3 separate regions of the Mus musculus genome follow, and all the other regions are linked to region 2. Evidence: chromatin contacts called from public Hi-C and promoter capture Hi-C data. All regions are on one chromosome and are shown on one strand. Each heading gives the region's core, a stretch centred on a gene start, on an enhancer-like site or on the middle of the called end of the contact. The rest is flanking DNA. Distances are from core to core; before and after follow the strand shown.

Region 1 (2,700 bases), core at 75-2,574, 91 kb before region 2:
TTACACTTCCACATTGCTGTTCATCACTGAAGGAAGTCGGGACTGGAACTCAAGCAGGTCAGACAACAGGAGCTAATGCAGAGGCCATGGAGGGATGTTTCTTACTGGCTTGCTTCCCCTGGCTTGCTCAGTTTGCTTTCTTATAGAACCCAAGACTACCAGCCCAGAGATGGCACCACCCACAAGGGGCCTTTCCCCTCTTGATCACTAATTGAGAAAATGCCTTACAACTGTATCTCATGGAGGCACTTCCCCAATTGAAGCTCCTTTCTCTGTGATAACTCTAGCTGTGTCAAGTTGACACGCAGAACCAGCCAGTACACACAGCTAAAACATACAAACCAGACAAGCAAATGACAAGAAATTTTCACCTAAATCAGGCAGATATCATGGCCTTTCTTGTAGTTGGTTGTCTTTTTCTGCGATCACCTCAAGGCTCCTTCAAGTGGACACAAAGAACCCCAGTGACATGAGTTCTGAGAGGCTTCAACAGCAGGAACTTGGCTCAATAGGCTGAGCTCAGGATTGTTCGCCTCTGTAGTAGAAAGCAGCTAGAACATCTGGAAACAAGATGATGATCTCATTTTTTGCATCAAATAATTTACTTATGGAATTTCCTCTTTTTAACCCTGTAAACTCGTATGTACCCTGTTACAGAAAGGGTTTTACTGGATATTTTCTATCGGTGCCTCCTAATCTTGCAACTTGTTTCCATCCTGAGTATTTAAGTGATAATGATCAGACAATACAACATTATGATCACCAAAAAAAAAATTCCTATTATATGTACATCCAAAATACTCATTTAAGTCCTAGCCTACACTGGCAAACTGACATGGAATAGAAGCAATAAAAATGGCCACAAAGATGTATGGTGGTGAGAGCCCTGGTGAGGCCAGGGTACTAAGCTGGCTGTTTTTTACCTTCTCATAGTCAGACATGCAGTTTTTTTCCCCCTTCCTTGAGTCATTTCCTATGCTTTCCCTGTGTTGCACGTCAGGATTACTCTACCCCAGTGCGTATATTTTTCTCCCTCTCCAGTTATGTCTCCCAGGGGCTTTTGCATTTAAACAGAAGGCGTTTAGAAGATTAAAGCCCATTCAGAAACAGAGAAATAGGTTTCTACACAAACGCTTCCGCAAAGGGCGAGATGCTTTATTAAAATACATCTTTCTTCTTGTGCCCACCTGATGGAATAAAACCTAGGCTTGCATTCACATTATAAAAGGGACATCATCCTGTTCTCCTGACTTGGGAGCGACCCTGCTTTTCCCTCGCTGCCCATCAGTTGGCGCCTTTTGCCTCTCCCCCACCCCGCCCCGCAACCCCCACCCCCAAGCCAGCTTTGGGGGCTGCAGTTGCTCCGCAGCTCTCAGGTCACGTGGCCTGGCAGAGCGAGGGGAGCCCTGCACCGGAGCGAATGCTGGAGGAGGCGAGCCTTCCGCTACTCTCCGCCCGGCAGGGTTCTGCCAAGGCGCCACCATCGAGACCAGCCAGCCTGGGCTACAGCAGCGGTGGCCTGGGCTACAGCGGCGGTGGCCTTGGCAAGCCAGGACGTAGCTGACGCCTCCACGGGGTAGGTTTCCTGCCGGGCTGGTGTCGCGGAGAAGCGCGCCCTCGAGGGGACGCGATGTGGGAGCGACGGCCGATGAGGGGAGTGGTGCTCCCGAGGCCTGCGTCCCCCGCCCTGAGCCCCGCAGGCTGGCTCGGCCGCGGCCCCGCCCTCGGTGCGTCTGTGGCACCAGGCGGGTCGCCTCGCTCTTTGGCTGTCGCCGGCCGGGCCGGGTTGTCACCAGGCCCGAGGATGCAGCCCGGGAGCCCCACACAGCGGCCGGCCTGAGCGCTACCCCCTAATGGCTGCCCGGGAGCGGGGGCCCCTCCGCCCGTCCTCGGCGGGGCGCGTCCTCCAGCGAAGGTGACCGGAGGAAGGCGCCCCTCCCGCTCCCGGGAACGCCCGCGCCTGGAACGCCACTGCGCTGGACTCGCAGTCTCTGCCTGAAGGTGGGCAAACTGAGGCCGGTGGGCAGAGGGGACTCCCCAAGGTCAGCGAGGGCCCTAGATGCCAAGCTAGGGGTTTTCAGTCACTATTATTTTCCCCAGAGTGGATGGATGGGTGTGTCGCAGCTTTCGCTCAGGTTCTTGTGCCAGGCGTCGCCCGTGCCGCACTGCGTTCAGGAGGTTGTCGCGGGACCTGAACCCCCGCAGGTCACAGTGACCTGGCATCTCCTGCTCGACCCTTGCTCTCCCTGCGGGACCACAATGCGGCTTCAGTGATGATCTCACCATGCGGATTATCACCAGAAACTGCAGGTGTGGGTGTGCGCGCAAGTGCACGCCGGTTTCCCTGAGAGAAATAAACCATGTATGGGAAATAGTTTTATTGGAGGATTTCTAGGGGGTCTTTATGCGCCACATAGTTTATGAGACCAGAAGAGCAAACAAGGTTCGTCTAATGCTTAATATGATGAGAACCAGAAAAAAAGAAATGGAAATGATAAGCATGGAGCAAAAAGAAAAAAAAAAAAAAAAAAGAAAAAAAAAAAAGAAAAATATAAACAAAACTACATCTTTTAGATTGTTGAGATTCTCTGTTTAGCTTTAAATTTTTCTATATTTGAAGTTAATATTAACAATGTAGTTATTATTAATAATGTAATTATATTAATAATGGTATGTAGTTTTAATTTGCTTGCCTTTATC
Region 2 (2,700 bases), core at 96-2,595:
GGAGAAAATCTCTCTCAGGTGAGCCCTCCATTTCTCTATTGTAGCTTATTCCAAATATAATCAAGTTAACAAGAATAGCCACCACAAGTATACCTCTTGTCAACTTGGCACACAATCATATTTTCTTAGGTCATGATTAATTTCAAAATGATAACTGTAACCAGATCACAATTAGACCTAAACATAATGTAACTACCCCACACACATTCACAACACATATATTTAACCAGGTCATACTTACCTCTAACATGATATAACTGTCCTTCATACATTCCAGATGTAGTCAAGTTGACAACAAGGAAAAGCCATCATACCTCTCTTCAACAATTCCTCTATTTTTTTCTCATTTTGTTTTTATTTTATGTATGTGGGTGTTTTGCTTGCATGTACATTCATGAACCACCTATGTGCCTCATGCTTCAAAAGTCAGAAAAGAGCATCAGATTATCTGGACCTGGAGTTACGGACAGTTATGAGTCACCGTGTGAGTGCTAGGAATATTCTTCCCCATGGAAGTACTGCCAGTGTTCCTGACCACAGAGCTGTCTCTTCAGCCCCATAATGCAATCAAATATAATTATGTTGAAATTTCCCATCAGGGTATCTGTTTTCCACTCATCGGATTTATTTGCTCCCTTTTTTTCCTACTCCTGCTGTGGCAGACTTTATTCCCAAAAGATTGCAGATGGCAGTACAAATATAAACAGAATAGTGCATGCGTATACATAGCATACCCTCTTCCCTTTCCCTTATTGCTGCTATTTAACTCACTATCAAAAAATCTCTGCTTCCTTCTCCTCATTTGAATTCTAACAGGGCCATATGCCTTCTTCACAAATATAAAATGGCTAAGACTATAGATTTCAGCTGTCTTAACTTTTGCCCTTCCAGCTGTGACGTGAAAAACCCAATCTGGATCATCTAGAAAGACCACAAGGAGGCTCCCATATCCTTGGTGTCCCCAGCTCTGTTCCAGTATTGAGAACAAACATGTGCAGGAGTGAATCCCAGATGATTCTATTCCCTTGCCTTGGAGATTTCCATGTGAAATAACACACACTGTGTCACAGAGACAGCCTCTTTTTTGTTGTTGTTTTACTCTTGTTTTTCTGAGACAGTCTCCCTATGTAGCCCAGGCTGGCTTTAACTTCCCTCCTGCCTCAGTCTCCCTAGTTCTGGGTACACAGGAGCTCTCTGCCACATTCCAGCAAAGGACGTGGTTTCAGAGGACTGTTGCTGTCAAAGACCAGAGTTTGTTAGGGCCTTTCCACACTAGAAGCCCGATGCTTTCATTTTTAGATCTTTATCTCAGGCATTTATTCAAAGTCCAAGTTCCAAGGTCTTAGTCTCTTCTCTGGGTTCAGCCTACTTATATCTGGTTGAGGAGGGAAATACTAAGATATTTTCCTCAGCTCTGACCGAATAGTCTGCATTTTTAAAAACTCTTCCATTATCTACAGTGTTGTCAGAGCCTTGGTTTGAGAGTCTCTGAGAAGTCCTGGGCATCTGTGCTGACCGACAGGGCCTCCTTCTCTAGAGCACACCACGTTCCTGAGGGTTGCTGTAAAACTACTGTAAGTGATTACTACCTCTGCCTTTCCTATGCAGCTTATCCTTTAATGAATTGCTCTGACGCCTGGTAGCTCTCTTATCTATTATCTCTTAGCTCAGCGAACTCTTGATAAGTACATGAAGTTATCATTATCTACCCGCAGAAAATCTTACATCACTTGAAAAACAGTGATATAAGAATCCTATGTTTACCAGATTTTCCTCTATTTGTCATATTTCATAGATAAACCTCATAAAACTTTTATTTTGAACAGGCTATATAGAGTTTTAACTTTTCCTAAGTTCACATATGTATCTATGTAAGTGATTAAATTTTGAAAAGGGCCTTTATATTTACCCAGATAATAAATGTGTTATTGCTCTTCATTTCTTGAAGTAGTATTTACTGAAAATGTATTTTCCCCATTTCCATTCCCCCATGGGACTTTCTTTCTTTCTTTCTTTCTTTCTTTCTTTCTTTCTTTCTTTCTTTCTTTCTTTCTTTCTTTCTCTCTCTCTCTCTCTCTCTCTCTCTCTCTCTCTCTCTCTCTCTCTCTCTTTCTTTCTTTCTTTCTTTGGTTTTTCGAGACCAGGCTGCCTCTGCCTCCCAAGTGCTGGGATTAAAGGCGTGCGCCACCGCGCCTGGCTGGGATTTACTTTCTATAGCCTTCAGGTTTGATGTGTATATTTCATAGGTAAGGAATTGTGAGCATTTTGTTTTATTTACTTGTTTTTCTCTTTCTTTTGAGCACTGTGATTGAGGGGTTATTGTCTCCTGCTTTGTTTAATGTCTTTTTGGTAGGGCCAACTGTCATTTTATGTTTGTTCTTTTCCTCTGCAATGTTTACTTTTCTCTGGCTACATTAAAATTTGCTCTCTGTGTTAAGAGTTTGATTATAATAAGAGCTGGGATTTCTGCTGGGTTTGTCCCCATATTTGTTATACTTCTTGTGACTGTAGCATGGTGGTTTTCAGTGAATTGAGGGGAAATTCAGCCCTAGTATTTTTTTTAAGATTTATTTATTATTATAAATAAGTACACTGTAGCTGTCTTCAGTCATACCAGAAGTGGGCATCAGATCACATTACAGATGGTTGTGAGCCACCATGTGGTTGCTGGGATTCAAACTCAGGACCTTTAGAAGAGCA
Region 3 (2,700 bases), core at 113-2,612, 71 kb after region 2:
ACAGAGCACAAGGTCCCCAATGAAGGAGCCAGAGAAAGTACCCAGGGAGCTGAAGGGGTCTGAAGCCCCATAGGAGGAACTTCAATATGAAATAACCAGTATCCCTGGTACTCCTTGGAACTATACCACCAATCAAAGAAAAGACAGGGTAGAACTTGTGGCTCTAGCTATATATGTAGCAGAGGATAGCCTAGTCAGTCATCAATGAGAGGAGAGGCCTTTAGTCCTGTGAAGGCTCTATGCCCCAGTATAGGGGAATGCCAGGACCTGGAATCAGAGTGGGTGGGTTGGAGAGCCAGGGGAGGAGGTGGGGGATAGAGGAGTTTCAGACGGGAAACTGGGAAAGGGGATAACATTTGAAATGTAAATAAAGAAAATATCTAAAAAGGAAAAGAAAAGAGGAAAAAGGAAAAGGAAAACACAGAAATAACTACTAACAGTATCTGCGAACAGATTCAGTTAACATGCATTGCATGTGTTGCAGGCAAGGCAGAGGCATTTTTAAAACTTTTGCAGACCTCATATAATCTTAAAAAATATGCAGGCCTCTTCAAAATTTGACTTGTTGAAATCAAAATAATTCCATCTTCTGAAAAAGTCTTAAGACTTCAGCTTAAAAAACGTTCCAGCCTTAGACCACAGGAACCTGGAAGTGTTCAGTATTCAGACTGAACAAACATGGTGAGGCTCGAACCTGAATGTACTTTAGAGCCAACCCTCAAAGGGTGGGGAGCGCAACCTGTTTGGTAACAAGGTGTACTACATACTGTGATATAAAAAAGGCATGGTGAAAAGGTACCTTTTACTAAAGTTTATGCAATTCCCTTGGTCCATAAATCTATGTTAAGTTTGTGTCTTCTAGCTTAACCTGTATCTCCAGCCATGTATCTATTTCCAGACCATTAAATCAAAACCAAACCAAAAACAACCAAAAAGGTGTGTGTGTGAGAGTGACAGCTGAAAACCTGGATTCCCATCAGCCTGTGCATTTTGATGTTGTTCATTGTATTATGGCTTGTGCATGTCACACCTGCACTTGCAGTTTTGAATAGATCACCCGGTATGAAACGTTTCCCCAGGAAACCACAAAAGGTTGTTCACTTTATCCTTAGCTTTTTTCTGTGAAATTTTTTGCCACATTCAAGTCAGTTGCAGTCACAGCAAAAAGATGATAGTTAGGACACCACGGTTGCTGTGGACGATGTGACACTGGTAGAATTTGTGCTGGCATTTGTGTAATTCCCCTCGCTGTTTGTGTTTGACTCATTGGAGGGCACTTGGCTGGATTTGACTCTGAGAATCACTCCTGCAGCGCTGCAGTGTGGCCTTGGCCCTGGCTATGGTGTGTAGGTGAAGGTAAGCCTGGTGGAGTAAATGATTCTGTCAGTACTGACCTAAGTTACTGGAACCTGGAGTGTCTCTTAGACCTATCTCCAACCTTCTCTGAATGCAGAAATGTCTGGGATCTTACAGAGCATGCTCTTTAAACATCTGTACATTGTGTCAACTTCTACATCTCCAATCCACACTCATAAATTTCGAGTAAGGTTTGTTCTTTAAGTTCAAGGATTGCTACTTCCCTGCTGCCATTCAAGTGAAGACTTTCTACAACAGGCACAGGAATGACTGGGGCAAGGATAGGGTCCATTCCCTCACAGATACCATTTTTTTTTTATTTTGTGTTTTTGGACACAGAGTAGCCTGAAATTGAAATATTCTTTCTTGAGAAAGGCACAAGTACATTCTTTCTGTAACCTTAAGGTAAAATGCACATTTGTGGAGCTGTGATACAGGGTGGTCTGCATCCAGTAATGCTGTCTGCTTATCAACTTTCTTAATTATCAATCTTGGGAGTGCCATGCCAGTCACTGAGCACACAAGCTTGACACTCTGTCCATAATGGATGTAGCCATCACTAACTGTGAACTCTTCTCCTTCTGGCTCATCATCTTCCAGGAGTGTTGGAGACCATACCGTGAGAAAAAGCCTTTCAAGTCTCCCACCCTGACAAGCCAAATGACCTTGTGCTAGGAGCTAGCTGGTTGTCACTCCCTTCTCCCTGTTCCCTTCCTGGCACCTGAGTCTCTATAAGCTGAATTATAATCCCCTCTTCCTTATCTCTTCCTGACTCCCATGACATCAAAGGACATGAGTTAAGTGCTGAGCCGGGCCTGACACCCAAGGATGTTAAGGAGGATCCGAATTCCGGAGATAAGACGGACGCAGAGTGCCCACCGCCTGGAACCTGACTTCCGCCCTTATGTCCCCTGATGTCCACTTCTTTGTTCTTTGTTAATTTCCCCCTCAACCCCTCCCTATTCCCCTCGATGTATGCTTTAAAAACCCGGCGTTTCAGCCTAATAAACAGAGACCTTGATAGGACTTCCCTCCTTGGTCTCTGCTCCTTCTTTCTCTCCCATCCCATTTTTCTCCCAGGTTTTCAGTCCCCCTCTCACCCACGAATAACTGAGTCCTGCTGGAACGGACATGTGGCGCCTGATGTGCGGCTGAGGTTCGGATCGTATTTCCTTCAGTGGAAGTCCCAGAGAAGTTCATCGTGACCCCAAGAAAATAGAAGTAGTGAAGGAACGCTTCCACTGCTCGTGGGAGAAAGAGAAGTCCTTGAAAAATGAAAGCACCTCCAAAGAAGTCACTCCTGATCATTGAGATTTGGCTGTGTCTTTGCCTGATGAGAAGCAC

What was found. A called contact is a pair of places that touch in the nucleus more often than the background predicts. Capture Hi-C pulls out chosen DNA fragments and counts their contacts.
Region 1: a promoter capture Hi-C map of adipose tissue shows a contact between it and region 2. The contact joins the promoter of Pgap4 here to the promoter of Baat in region 2. A contact is called at or near these places in 1 of 484 Hi-C or Micro-C datasets (nephron progenitors), 2 of 115 datasets of contacts at active chromatin or transcription factors (both in embryonic stem cells) and 3 of 9 other capture datasets (adipose tissue, liver and pancreatic islet).
Region 3: a contact with region 2 is called in a Hi-C map of liver, with 3 times the contacts expected there. The contact joins the enhancer-like site here to the promoter of Baat in region 2. A contact is called at or near these places in 3 of 39 promoter capture datasets (hippocampal neurons and liver), 1 of 484 Hi-C or Micro-C datasets (liver), 1 of 115 datasets of contacts at active chromatin or transcription factors (embryonic stem cells) and 1 of 9 other capture datasets (adipose tissue).

Annotation. Positions count from the first base shown.
Region 1 is chr4:49,596,500-49,599,199 of GRCm38.p6, reverse strand. It overlaps Pgap4 (post-GPI attachment to proteins GalNAc transferase 4), which reads left to right and starts at 1,324. Exons shown (of 2, transcript NM_025944.4): 1 at 1,324-1,576. Gm33106 (a long non-coding RNA gene) reads right to left here. Exons shown (of 3, transcript XR_390562.3): 2 at 372-2,344.
Region 2 is chr4:49,505,203-49,507,902 of GRCm38.p6, reverse strand. It overlaps Baat (bile acid-Coenzyme A: amino acid N-acyltransferase), which reads left to right and starts at 1,345. Exons shown (of 4, transcript NM_007519.3): 1 at 1,345-1,574.
Region 3 is chr4:49,433,978-49,436,677 of GRCm38.p6, reverse strand. It overlaps the pseudogene Rbpj-ps2. Among named protein-coding and RNA genes, the nearest start is that of Acnat1, 16 kb to the left of the region's middle. Within about 2 kb of position 1,362, at least 2 of the 459 cell types and tissues checked have an H3K27ac peak or open chromatin away from gene starts, as enhancers often do. A contact at or near this core is called in liver, where this site is marked.